3 separate regions of the Mus musculus genome follow, and all the other regions are linked to region 3. The links are chromatin contacts, called in public promoter capture Hi-C maps. All regions are on one chromosome and are shown on one strand. Each heading gives the region's core, a stretch centred on a gene start, on an enhancer-like site or on the middle of the called end of the contact. The rest is flanking DNA. Distances are from core to core; before and after follow the strand shown. Region 1 has its middle 39 kb from the start of Gm20758. Region 2 has its middle 36 kb from the start of Krr1. Region 3 holds the start of Nap1l1 (nucleosome assembly protein 1-like 1).

Region 1 (3,548 bases), core at 570-3,069, 440 kb before region 3:
GGCTGGCCATCAAATCTCAGGACTCCTCCTGTCTCTTTCTGCCACCTAAACTCTGGGATTGCAAGTGTATGCCACCATGCCTCACCTTTCCACGTGGCTTCCGAGCATCAGACTCGGGACTCCATGCTTGAACAGCAAGTGCTTTAGCAGCTGAACTCTCTCTCCACCCCACAGACTCTAAATCTACAAGAAATCTCACATCCAAGAGGAGTGAATAATTATGTTAACCTGGTTAAATTACTCTCCCCCTATCTATACAAAGATAAATGCTATGACACACTGAATTCTAACCAGAATAAGTAAGTTTTTATGTAGGGTTACAGATATATATCTGTATCAGATTCCAATCTCCATTCTCACAATTTGGGATTTGATATTAAGCCAAACCACTAAGATCTGAATCGGTGGTAAGTGCTTGATCTAACCGGCACTGTTTGCCGCTGGCACTCCTTTTGCCAAAGCTTCTTTGGCTAGATAATCCTCTTTAATTTACTGCATTAGCATAGTTAATTAGACTATTGACAATCCTTGAGGCTAAAGAACCATTCTTTTTTTAAGGTTTCCTGAAGTATGTTTGTGTTTAACTGCTGTGTGTTTACCTTCAGAGCAAAGGCATTTATTTTATCCAAAATGAGTGATGTGGCTTGGAGGTGACCTGACTCTATAGGCTCATGGATTTGTATGTTTGAATACCTGGCCTGCAATTAATGGGCATTGTTTTAGGAGGTTACAGAACCTTTGTGACATGGGACATTACTGGTGGACACAGGCCACCAAGATTGGGCCTTGAGGATTGTAAGACTCTGCTTCCAGTCCCAAGTTTTTTGTGACTTCACCCAGGACATGAGAGGAACTCTGACATCACATCCTGTCAGCCTAGAGTAGGTGTCCCAACTGCCTTCCCTTCTATAAACTGACGGATGTGCCAGAAAACCATGAGCCGAAGTAAATCTATTCTCCCTTACATGTTTCAGTCAGAGTGGTGAGGGAGGCTGGCCCAGAGGATGGAAGAACCTGTCAGGGCTTTGGCTACACCACCTGGGTGGTTCCATATGCAAATGAGTCTAGTTGACACAATTGTCTTTTAATCTGTGCCTCACTGAGGAAAATTTCAGGCAGCTCATTTGTGGCAGAAAACTCATTCTCAAAGGCCGAGAACCTTCTTCTCAGTCATGGTACACAATTCAAAACGGAAGCCCCCCAACCATTTAAATATGATTGTAGCCTGGAAGGCTCAACTTCATTGTAGTCTGTCTGTGAAAGCACAGACAAATTTGCAGTCATTTTAAGACGGTGACGACAGGTGGCTTTCCAGATTTGCTCAAAAAGAGGACAGCATCCTGTGACTGCAAACTTGCACAGAGGAGATGGGTTCTATGGAAGGGAAGTAAAGGGCACACAAGAGAAACGCTACTTTTGAACCTGTTGGAAATATCAGGAAACGCTTAAGGGTCGTCAGTGCCGCTGCCGTGAGGAAGACTATAATCCACCACAGGAAGACTATAATCCACCACGTGAGGATTTTCTCAACAGCAGAGAAACGCAGCAGATCCTAATCAGGAGTACACTATCCGTGCTGGAAAGATGAATGAGAGATAATTACTTATAGCCAATCACTGCTTTTCTAGTGATGAGATAAGGAACTTCATTGAACCAAATTAGCATCGTCTTCAGCTTAGAAGAAACCGAGGCAGAACATACATAGAGGGAACGAACCAGAGGCGAAGAGAGTCGGGCCCACAGGTGCCATAAACACTGTCTGGCGAGACTCATGCTGGAAGAAGCTCACCCCAAACAGCCTCGCCTTTATTCTCCGTTGGGGAAATTCCCAAGTGGAATTTCTCCATGAGGGCACTTTCTATACAAATGCAAAATACCACGCAGTGGGGTGGGGTTGAGGTGGGGTGGGGTTGGGTAAAACACTAAGCAGCTGCCAGACAGCTCCTTAGTAAGAAATCATTTCAACAACAGTTGTGTGGCAAAGATCTCCACATTGGTGGGGGTGGGGTCCTATAGTAGCCGGTGCAGAGAGCAATCTAGGGGAGAATCCTTGTGTTCGGATATTGGGGTTTAGTTGTGGAAAGCCATTAATCAAATCGTCCCTAGATGAGGATGTAGTTACAGATGGTGATATAAAAAGCAATGTGCAGGAAAAGCGGGGTTTAAGAAGCATATGGCTTCATCTAGCACGAGGCCTCCGAGAGCCTCTGAGGGCGTGGCCACTGAGGTCAATGTGGATAGATGCGCGGGAGAGAGTGATGTGAAGACCAGGAAAACAGACTCGTTCTGAGCAAGGTAAGAGTATATCCAATACCCACTAAAATACAGTCTCCGTTCCATGGAAGATACAGGGTGCTGTAAATGTTTCACCATGAGTGACGCTTGAGAACGTTCTGCTAAGTAAAGGAGGTCAGAGAGACGCAAAAAATATGTCACTTACATGAAATGTCTATGTTAGGAAACTCCACAGATGTTTAAAAAAAAAAAACAACCACCAAAAATACTACCACCAACAGCAACAACAACAAATACTCAACACTGCCAGGAAACAAAAAGATAGACGATAAATAAATAAATAAATAAATAAATAGCTTGTTTGTATGATTAGTTGGTATTCTGCCTTGCACCGCATGCACATGCGCACTGGCCACCAGCCGCTGCCTGCTGTCATGCTGGCTTTGTCTCTCCTGGTCCCCTGTTGTTTTGGCCATCCTTCCACACTGCTGCCTTTCAGTTCCTGGAAGAGACCGGGCTCACTCTGCCAAAAGGAAGACCTTTGAACATACTGCTTATTTTTTAAAAATGTACTCAAATACCAAAACATACAACTTACTTTTTAAAGCATTTTAAATCAGACACCTCAATCATATTTCCGTATATTCCCAATTGTTGCCTAAACAACGGAGTCACAGTTACCAGGCCCTGGGGATGGGGGAATGAGATAGATCTATATATGGAACATAGACTATGGTTATGAAAGAGTAGTAAACTCAGTGCTCCAAGGTATGCTAATCATGAAGCAGATAGTGACATTCTTCCACCCACCCACTTCCTGAGTTCAAGGAGTATTCATTCAAAGAAAGTCACCCTGACCATTACCGGAAGCTGCAATGCAAATGTGCTATTGTTAGGGGCTCTTAGAAACTGTCTTGAGAGTTAACAATTACCACGTATTCCTTGTGACACCTGTGACTTTGTACTTCCTTGTGACTCTTATCTGGTATTTTTGGTATTTTCCAACAACGCCCTTCCCACCTCCTTGAGTTGTGGTTCTTTCCTTTAAATACCCCCTTACTCAGCTACTCAGGGCGCCACGGTCCTCTACCCCTGCGTGGTGTATGACCATGGGCCCAAGAGCGCTCTTGAATAAAAATCCTCTTGCAATTTGCAGCAAGACCGTTTCTTGTGGGTGATTTTGGGGTGTCGCCTCTCCTGAGTCAGAATGTGGGGGAGTCCTCACGTTGTGAGTCTTTCAGTTAGACCTATATATGGAAGTGCTGAGTGTTAGCATACTGTCTAAGCTCCACCCACAATTACCTAGCAACAGC
Region 2 (3,982 bases), core at 101-2,600, 460 kb before region 3:
CCAGCCTGGAAGAAAGTCAGGCCTGTGACACTTAGAAAGCAAGCACCAACCACTGAACTATCCTCTCAGTCCTTTAAAAAAAAAAAGAGGTTTGTTTTTTTTTTTTTTTTTTTTTGAGATGATGTCTTACTAGTTGCCTGCTGCATTTTGTACAGTTTTGCCTTGAACGTACTTTGTAGTTCTGGCAGGCCCTGCCCCTGTGATTCCTCCTACCTCTGCCTCCACAATAGCTGGAATTATAGCCCTGGGACATTAGGCTTGGCCTCTTGGACAACTTTCTTACTTATTCTGCATAGTATTCTTGTAAAATCATACGGTTATTGCCCTTCTATAATATATACACAAACAGGAAGAGAGGAAAAACGATGTTTTCAGTGGGAAGGCAGGGGTTACCTCTAATTTGTTTGGATAATAACTGATGTTTTTCAGCAAAAGGTACATGCTAGCAGCCCTCAGCATGAGGCTTTAGCAACTCACAAAGCTGCTTAAACCTTAGGCTTGAAAGTGCAATGAACTGAATTCTCAATTAGAGGCTAGGAACATGCTGGGTTTGGTAGCATCAGCCTATACATCCCCAGCTACTCTCAGTGGGCTGAGGCAGGAGAATCACAAATTTAAGATCAGCCTGGGCAATTTAGTGACACCTCATCTCAAAATAAAAAGTGGAAAGAGAGAGCAGTAGACAGCTCAGCTTAGAGCATTTGCCTAGTATGCAAGAATGTAGCATTTGCCTAGCGTCTAGCTTCCAATCTCTGTCCCTCTGTCTCTGTCTCTGTCTCTGTGTCTGTCTTTCTATTTCTCTCTGTGTGTCTCTGTCTCAATTCACATTCCAAACACACACACACACACACACACACACACACACACACACACACACACACACTGATACACACACACTGATACACACACGTGTAAATATCATCCAAAGGAAGTACATTCCAAACATTGAAATAAGGGCCTTCGGCTTGACCGTCTTAGAACTAAATTCTAAGAAGGCATGTCCTCACTTCTCGGGTCCCTATGTTGTTTATTTCCCATGGACTTATCTCACTTTCATCCGTGATTTTTCAATTTCTGAAGAAATAAATAGACTTTGGTAAGACCAAATGCTGTTCTAGCCATTTCCTAAATTCCCCACAGTTGTTCTGGGAAGAGTGGGCTCAAGTCCCCTGCTGCCTGTCAGAATGATTAATTAGACTTCATTTCCTGCTGACGTGTCCACCGTCCTTTTCTTACCCCCAATGACTAATAACACTTCTACAAAAGTCCAAACAAATGGCCACAGTATCTAGTGTTTATTTTTGGAAGCTTTTCCCCAGCCAAAATGCACTGAACCTCTCACGAATGGCAGTTTAGAAATTCCTGGCTAGGATTCCTGCCCTGAACAGCCGCACTTGATATGGCTAGATGGCCCGTTGACTGGCACCCTGGGTGGCATCGTGCCAGTATGAGAGTTGTCAAGCTATCTAAATCAAGAATAGGCCCCGAGCTGTGACAAATCCAGATGGGCAGCCTGCTCAGCGACCCGGCGAGGGGCCCTATCTTCTTCAGGAAGTATCCCTGTGCCAGCACAAGAGCATTCATGCCACATGTCTTTCTCTCCACTTGACATCTGCGGACACTCTGAAGAGTATGTGACAAAAGAGGAAGAGAGCAAGAGTGGAAAGGAAGACAGGAGGCTTTCTGGGTGGGGCTAGCAGGGCAGAGACAGAGGTATTGCAGCAGAGGCTCCACATCCATTAGGAACGGGATCTCACTGGCTAGTTAGCCCGTGATGTCAGGATTAGCAGATACCTCATTTCCAGGCCAGTGATAGCAAAACTGGAGGGAAAGAAAAGGTCAGTCAGGAATGGGTTTGTCAAACTGTTTCTAGTTGTGCCAGAGCTTCCCCCACATTTACAGCCATTGCTCAACATATCACATGGCTACCAAGTGAATCCTTAGGATAGGAGAGAGCCACGACCCAAGACACTGGTCCAGAGAAAGAAGTTTAGATGTGTCCTGAACCCAGAACCTGGCAAACTCAGGAGCAGAGGAATAGTTGCTGTTTAGAGAGTTCCAGACATCCAGACAAGCTTGGCATGGCTTTTGCCGATTCATCAGTCAAGCGGAGATGCCTAGTGTTCTAAATATGTGTGTGCACATGGGAGGACTTCCAATTCAACATCTGTGGGGCTGTGACACGGTCTTGTGGCTAATTTAAGGCTTGGGGAGGTTAACATGGGTCCCAGGATCATTCTACACATAATCCCATCTGTAAATTGAGAACTAGATTAAAATACGCCTCAACTGAGACGGTCTAAGCTAAGTGCTGTGGTTAACCCATGGGAATTATTGTGTCCCTTTGCAATCAACTCCTGGATGCGAGTGGACTGTCACACTGATCTTCATCACTGGGACTTCTGAAAAGTCATAAAATACAAACATAAAGCACCATAGGTCAGGGGACTCTAGTGTTGGTATCACAATTTTGTGTGTATGGTGCATGTGTGTGTCTGCATGTGTGTGTCTCTGTGTGTCTCTCTCTGTGTGTCTATGTGCATGTGAGTGTCTTAGTATGTGTATATCTATATGTGTGTCTATGTATGTGTATATTTGTGTGTGTATATTTGTGTGTGTGTGTGTGTGTGTGTGTGTGTGTGTGTGTGCATGTGCATGTGTGCATAGCTAAAGATCAAACCCAGGGCCTTCTGCCTTTTCCCAAGTCCTGATAAATGTTTGTCTTAAAACAAACTTATGTGTGCCACAGTATAATAATCTCATGCTCAGAGGAAACTAAGGCTCAGAGAATTAAAGAACTCTCTAGTCACTGGTCTTTGGGAAATTTGCCAAGGTAACATAGCAACCATGAAGAAATACACAGTGAATCAATATGGCTTTGGAGAAAACAAAAACAACACAGTGATTTTAAAAGCGAATGATGAGGGGTGGCTTAGTGGGTAAAGGGCCTGCCGCCAAGCCCAGTGACCTCTGGATGCAACCAATTTAAGTTTAACCAGACTAGCTTACAAATAAATGAGACTTAGACTAAGGTTATTTTATTTGGCTTTGACAATTACTGAGGGTCACCCCTAATCTACTACTCTTCTTCTTCTCCTTCTTCTTCTTCTTCTTCTTCTTCTTCTTCTTCTTCTTCTTCTTCTTCTTCTTCTTCTTCTTCTTCTTCTTCTTCTTCTTCTTCTTCTTCTTCTTCTTCTTCTTCTTCTTCTTCTTTTGAGACAGGGTTTCTCTGTGTAGCCCTGGCTGTCCGGGAACTCACTATGTAGACCAGGCTGGGCTTGAACTCAGAAATCTGCCTGCCTCTGCCTCCTGAGTGCTGGGATTAAAGGCGTGCGCCACCAACGCCCAGCTCCTAATCTACTCTTCTAACTGTTGGCCTTGCTACCTCCCCAGTGGTGGACCCCAGATATGGCTGTTACTCTTTGCCACATGTTCATGGTCCATCTCCCCTCATGGCAGCCTCCTCCTCTTCCCTAGTTCTTTCTTCTTCCTCTCCTGGTCTTACCTCACTCCTCTCTCTCCACCTTCAGAGAGGTAACTAGAAACCCACCTACCGCTAATCCCTCCAGTATTTGGCTGTAGCCATTTTAATTTAACCAATAGTTTCAAATCCAGGAACAAGGTTTGCACAACAAAAGCTTGTAAATGTGAGAATTCACTGTAGGCCTAGGTCTTAAGGTACAGAATTCAGCATTACAGTACATAGCAATGGGCCAAACTTCAGTAGACCTGAGCTTGATCCCTGCTACACATACAGTGGAAGAAATGAACAACCTTCCAAATACAGTCCTTTAACACACACACACACACACACACACACACACAATTATCAGTCCTAGGTTGTTTTCAATTTCTATATCCCTTCTTTAAAATCCACATCACATTGATTTATTTTTTTCCTTTGTTTAAAGTAAGAAAGGTTTATCTTGGCATATAGTTCAGGGGATAAAGTAAGGAGATTGAAGACTAGTCTATTAAGGTA
Region 3 (4,042 bases), core at 1,268-3,767:
TCTACAGAGTGAGTTCCAGGACAGGCAGGACTACTACACAGAGAAACCCTGTCTCGAAAAACCAAAATAGAAAGAGAAAATAAAAAGGAAGAAAATTATACCTCCTTTTCCACTTTAAAACAAAAATGTGAAACTTTTGAAGTAAAAAAAGTCCAAACTACATTTTTACTAATGAGTTGCTAACCCAAGGTGTCCCAGTAACGTGGTGGTCTAGCCATCTATTAGCAGGTGTGAGGCAGCCACTCCCAAGACCTCACCTCTAGCATGCACTTGAGTGTAACTGGCTGAGTCAAGTTACAATTCTAACAGGCGGTTTTCTGTAAAGCAGACACCATAATGACCTTAAGGTTTTCCAACTTTCTTCCCAGTCCTCTCAGCTTAGCACTTCATACCCAGGCAAATCAATCACTTATGTGCTCATGGTATGAGATACAGGTCAGAATTTCTCTAGGCATCTTTAATCCTTTGAAAACTGAACAAAATAATGTATTTTGACATTATCAGATCTTATTTAGCCCCTTTCTTTTATTGGCCTATGTCACCTAAAGCCAATACAAGCAAGCAAATAAGGAAATTAACTATAGAATTTTAGACACACTGGCTCTGCCAAGAGTGTTGTTTTTAATCTCGTGAAAGGGCAAGTCAGGTGCCACAATCAGTATTAAATTGTCAATTATAGGGCCAAAGACCAAAAACAAAAGAACAGGTATTTTTGCAACAGATAAACCTGACAAAACTTTTCTTGATATGTTTTAACTTCTATTTAATAATCTAAATGCTGACATCAGAAGAACATCTATTAAGTCAAGATTTGATGACAGATGTCTAAGTCCCCACTACTGCTAGATTAAATCCCTCCAATCCAGACTTAAAGTAGTTGTACAGTTTAAATCTGGGATAGACACTTCAACCATAAACAAGTCTGAAGATAAGAATTCCAAGACCACTGAAACCTCCCATTTACTGGTAGTTTTAAAATTAAAGGTGCACGCCTTTAATCCCAGCACTTGGGAGGCAGAGGCAGGTGGGTTTCTGAGTTCCAGGCCAGTTTGGTGTACAGAATGAGTTCTAGGACAGCCAGGGCTACACAGAAAAACCCTGTCTGGAAACCACCACCCCCACCCCATCCCGCCCCCCCCAAAAAAATCAAAAAACAAAAAAATGTAAATTTTAGGCACTCCTCTAATCCAAAGTATTCTTTGGATATTAAGTTTGGGAAGGTGTTTTGATGGCGTCTATTTTCAAAAGTGGTAAACTTTATGTTGGCTCTCCTGAAATTAGAGGTGTTGGGAAAGTCTTTAAAACGTTTCTCATTTTGGAATTTAGAGACAGGAGACAGTCTGAAGTAGTTAGCCCTGGAAGATAGCCTGTATGCCTGGTGCATCCTTTTAGTCTGGGAAGCCCTGCCCTCTGGACAGGACCTGTCTCCGCCCTCCCTCCGATGCCACTCCTGAGATCTTTACAGAAATGTGGCGCACTGAGCTTGGTCAGTATATTATTAATGCCTTGTTCCACCCCATGGTCCTTCCACTTCATCCCTAGTGAGAATTCTGGGGGGAGGGAGGGGGTGCTGCCTGAAGGGAAGAACCACGCTGTTGGTCTATTAAACTCGAACCCCACTCCCCACCCCCAACAAGCCAGCCCTTCTTAGTTTTCGTCTCAGAACCATCTGGAGGTTTAAGGAGACTAGGATTAAGTCTCTCCACACAAATATACCCCGGCCACGTTACCCATCGAAGTTCTAACTGTACCTGTGAGACACAAAACAAGATCTTTTGTTAAAAAAAAAAAAAAAAAAAAATAGCTAGGCTGAACGCTTTGCACGTGTTAACCCCTTATAACCCTGGCGGTGGAGGCTGCTCGCCCCTCCATCCTCCCATCCGCTAGCACAGTTCCCTCCAGGAAGACCCAGGGAGCCGGTGAGACCGTGGCGGGACTGGTACTCGTGGCGACCCCTCCTCCTCCTCCAACTCCGACGGAGGTGTCGGGTGGGCCCCGGCAGGGGTCTCCGGCCGCCCGCGGCGCGGTCCCCACGTGCCCCGGCTCCTGCGCGCCGAGGCCGCGCGGCCTGCACAGCCCCTCCCTGCGGGCGGAACTCGCGCGGCCACCGTTCCTTCCATGTCCCCCATCCCCGCGGCCCGCCTCGCCGGGGTTGCCCTCGCGGTGGGCTCCACCGAGGCAGAGGCGGCCGGGCGACCCAGGGCGCCCCGCGGCGTGGCCTCCTCCTCCTCCTCCGCTCTCCCGCGGCCTCGCCGTCCCGCGCGCCCCGCAGCCGCCGGCGCTCCCCGGGGTCCCTCAGGCCGCATGGCCGCTCCGGAGCGCTCACCCCGCGGCCTCAGCCCGACACCTCGCAGGCCCCCGCCACCCGGCCCTCCCGGCCCCCAGCCGTTACCGTTCCAGGAGGCTCGGACGCGGAGCCGGGCGGCGGGAGCTGCGCAGGCAGTGACTCAGGGCGGCGGCAGCGGCGGCGGCGGGAGGAGCAGGAGGCGGCGCCGCGAGCAGATGGCGCTAAAAAAGACCCGAGAGCCCGCCGCTCGCGCTCATATACAATTAGCGTCAGCACGTAGGGCTGCTCCGACGCCCTCCCCCTGGCCTCGGCGTTGCGTAGCAACGGGAGCGGGAGGCGGGCCTGGGCCTTGTTGCCTGGTTACAGAGCCGTCCTTCTTCCCCGGCACCTTAGGCTTCCCGCCTGTGGCGGTCTTGTGCTCGCCATCTCTTCTCCCTTCTACGCTGCGATGGAAATCCCAATCCCACAGCGACGACCCATAGGTCCCGCTCCTGGTTCTCCTTGCCCGCCTGGGTTAGGGACACAGCCTAGTGGCAGGCTTGCAGTATCCTGGCTAGGATTCCCATCCGCATCCAGACCTAATCCCAGCACGCCTCTCCCCTCTCCCCACCCCCTTCTCCTCTGAAACCATTTTCCCACTCTAGCTGAGAACTAACAACTCTTTTCTTGTGACCACCGCGGCAGCGTCTTCGGCTGGTTTTGCTTCTAACTCGGGGCGCCTCTACGCCTTTTAGGGTGTTCCACATCACGTTTACCTGATACACAACCCTTCATCTCTGCTTTAGTTCATTTGATGGAAGTAAAGAGCGTATTTTTGCGTATTACTGCTTTATAATGAAAATAATCAGCATACCAATTTTTCATCTTCCTGAAAAAGTAAATCAACCCTTAAGCTCATGAAATCTTGCAGCTATTTTTCAGTTGACTACAAATCACCTGTTCTGTTAACTATGTTTGGTGCTTTGGGGTTTTGTTTTTTAGGTAGGGCCACAGTGAGGCCCTGCAGGTATCAGATTTTAAATCTTTCAGAGAGTGGCTATGTGCCACAATTTGAGATCGTCAAATCAAACAGCTGTGCTCCAAGTGTGGTCTTTATGGTGGGAGGTTAATCTGTCTATAATACTAAGGCACTGTCTACATTTTACATTCCCATCCTCCCACAAGCCTTCACTGGAGTCTTCCAGACACTACAAGTCGTGAGATAGGGCAACATTGGAAATACAAACAGACAGACAGGAGAATCTGGTTATCTGTTGTGAAATCAGGCATGGAAGAACTTGGCAAAAAGTAGTATGTGCATACAAAAGGCTATGTGCTAGTATTTTAGTGAAAGAATAACTACTCTTTGAGTCCTTTGGATGTAGCTCATTTGGTAAGAGTGCCTGCCTAAGATGCATGAAGGCCCCAGGTTCAAACCACAGCATCACATAGCCCACACATGGCTTCATTTCTGGAGTTGCACCCCTGCAGAGATAGAGGCACAGGGATAAGGAATTTAGGGTCATAGAGAGTTCCAGGTCAGCGCGGAATATTTAAGGCCCTGTAGCAGAAAAAAAAAAAAAATCACTGTTAATTTCCAACAAGATAACTATCAGTATCTGGAATGCACACAAAGGTCTCTGGGGGAAAGTGGAGTGTGGTGTCACACACCAGTTAAGCCAGAACTCTGGAGATAAAGACAGGAGGATTTTCAACTCTACTGCAGCCTGGCTACGTAGTGAGACCCTATCTTAAAGCTAAGCAAAGCTTTTGGAC

Evidence for each region. Promoter capture Hi-C pulls out the DNA fragments that hold promoters and counts their contacts.
Region 1: a contact with region 3 is called in a promoter capture Hi-C map of pre-B cells. The contact joins the enhancer-like site here to the promoter of Nap1l1 in region 3. A contact is called at or near these places in 11 of 39 promoter capture datasets (the C10 cell line, the HPC-7 cell line, cranial neural crest and 8 more), 1 of 484 Hi-C or Micro-C datasets (bone marrow-derived macrophages), 10 of 115 datasets of contacts at active chromatin or transcription factors (the 230-238 cell line, Th17 cells, embryonic basal ganglia and 7 more) and 3 of 9 other capture datasets (adipose tissue, liver and macrophages).
Region 2: a promoter capture Hi-C map of the HPC-7 cell line shows a contact between it and region 3. The contact joins the enhancer-like site here to the promoter of Nap1l1 in region 3. A contact is called at or near these places in 11 of 39 promoter capture datasets (the C10 cell line, the HPC-7 cell line, cranial neural crest and 8 more), 1 of 15 datasets of contacts at CTCF or cohesin (the NIH/3T3 cell line), 2 of 484 Hi-C or Micro-C datasets (both in bone marrow-derived macrophages), 14 of 115 datasets of contacts at active chromatin or transcription factors (the 230-238 cell line, Th17 cells, embryonic basal ganglia and 8 more) and 4 of 9 other capture datasets (adipose tissue, liver, macrophages and 1 more).

Annotation. Positions count from the first base shown.
Region 1 is chr10:111,911,907-111,915,454 of GRCm38.p6, reverse strand. No RefSeq gene overlaps it. Among named protein-coding and RNA genes, the nearest start is that of Gm20758, 39 kb to the right of the region's middle. Within about 2 kb of position 1,819, at least 13 of the 459 cell types and tissues checked have an H3K27ac peak or open chromatin away from gene starts, as enhancers often do. A contact at or near this core is called in embryonic stem cells and pre-B cells, where this site is marked.
Region 2 is chr10:111,934,314-111,938,295 of GRCm38.p6, reverse strand. No RefSeq gene overlaps it. Among named protein-coding and RNA genes, the nearest start is that of Krr1, 36 kb to the left of the region's middle. Within about 2 kb of position 1,350, at least 66 of the 459 cell types and tissues checked have an H3K27ac peak or open chromatin away from gene starts, as enhancers often do. A contact at or near this core is called in the HPC-7 cell line, the NIH/3T3 cell line, adipose tissue and 2 more, where this site is marked.
Region 3 is chr10:111,471,702-111,475,743 of GRCm38.p6, reverse strand. Nap1l1 (nucleosome assembly protein 1-like 1) reads right to left here and starts at 2,517. Exons shown (of 16, transcript NM_015781.5): 1 at 2,393-2,517.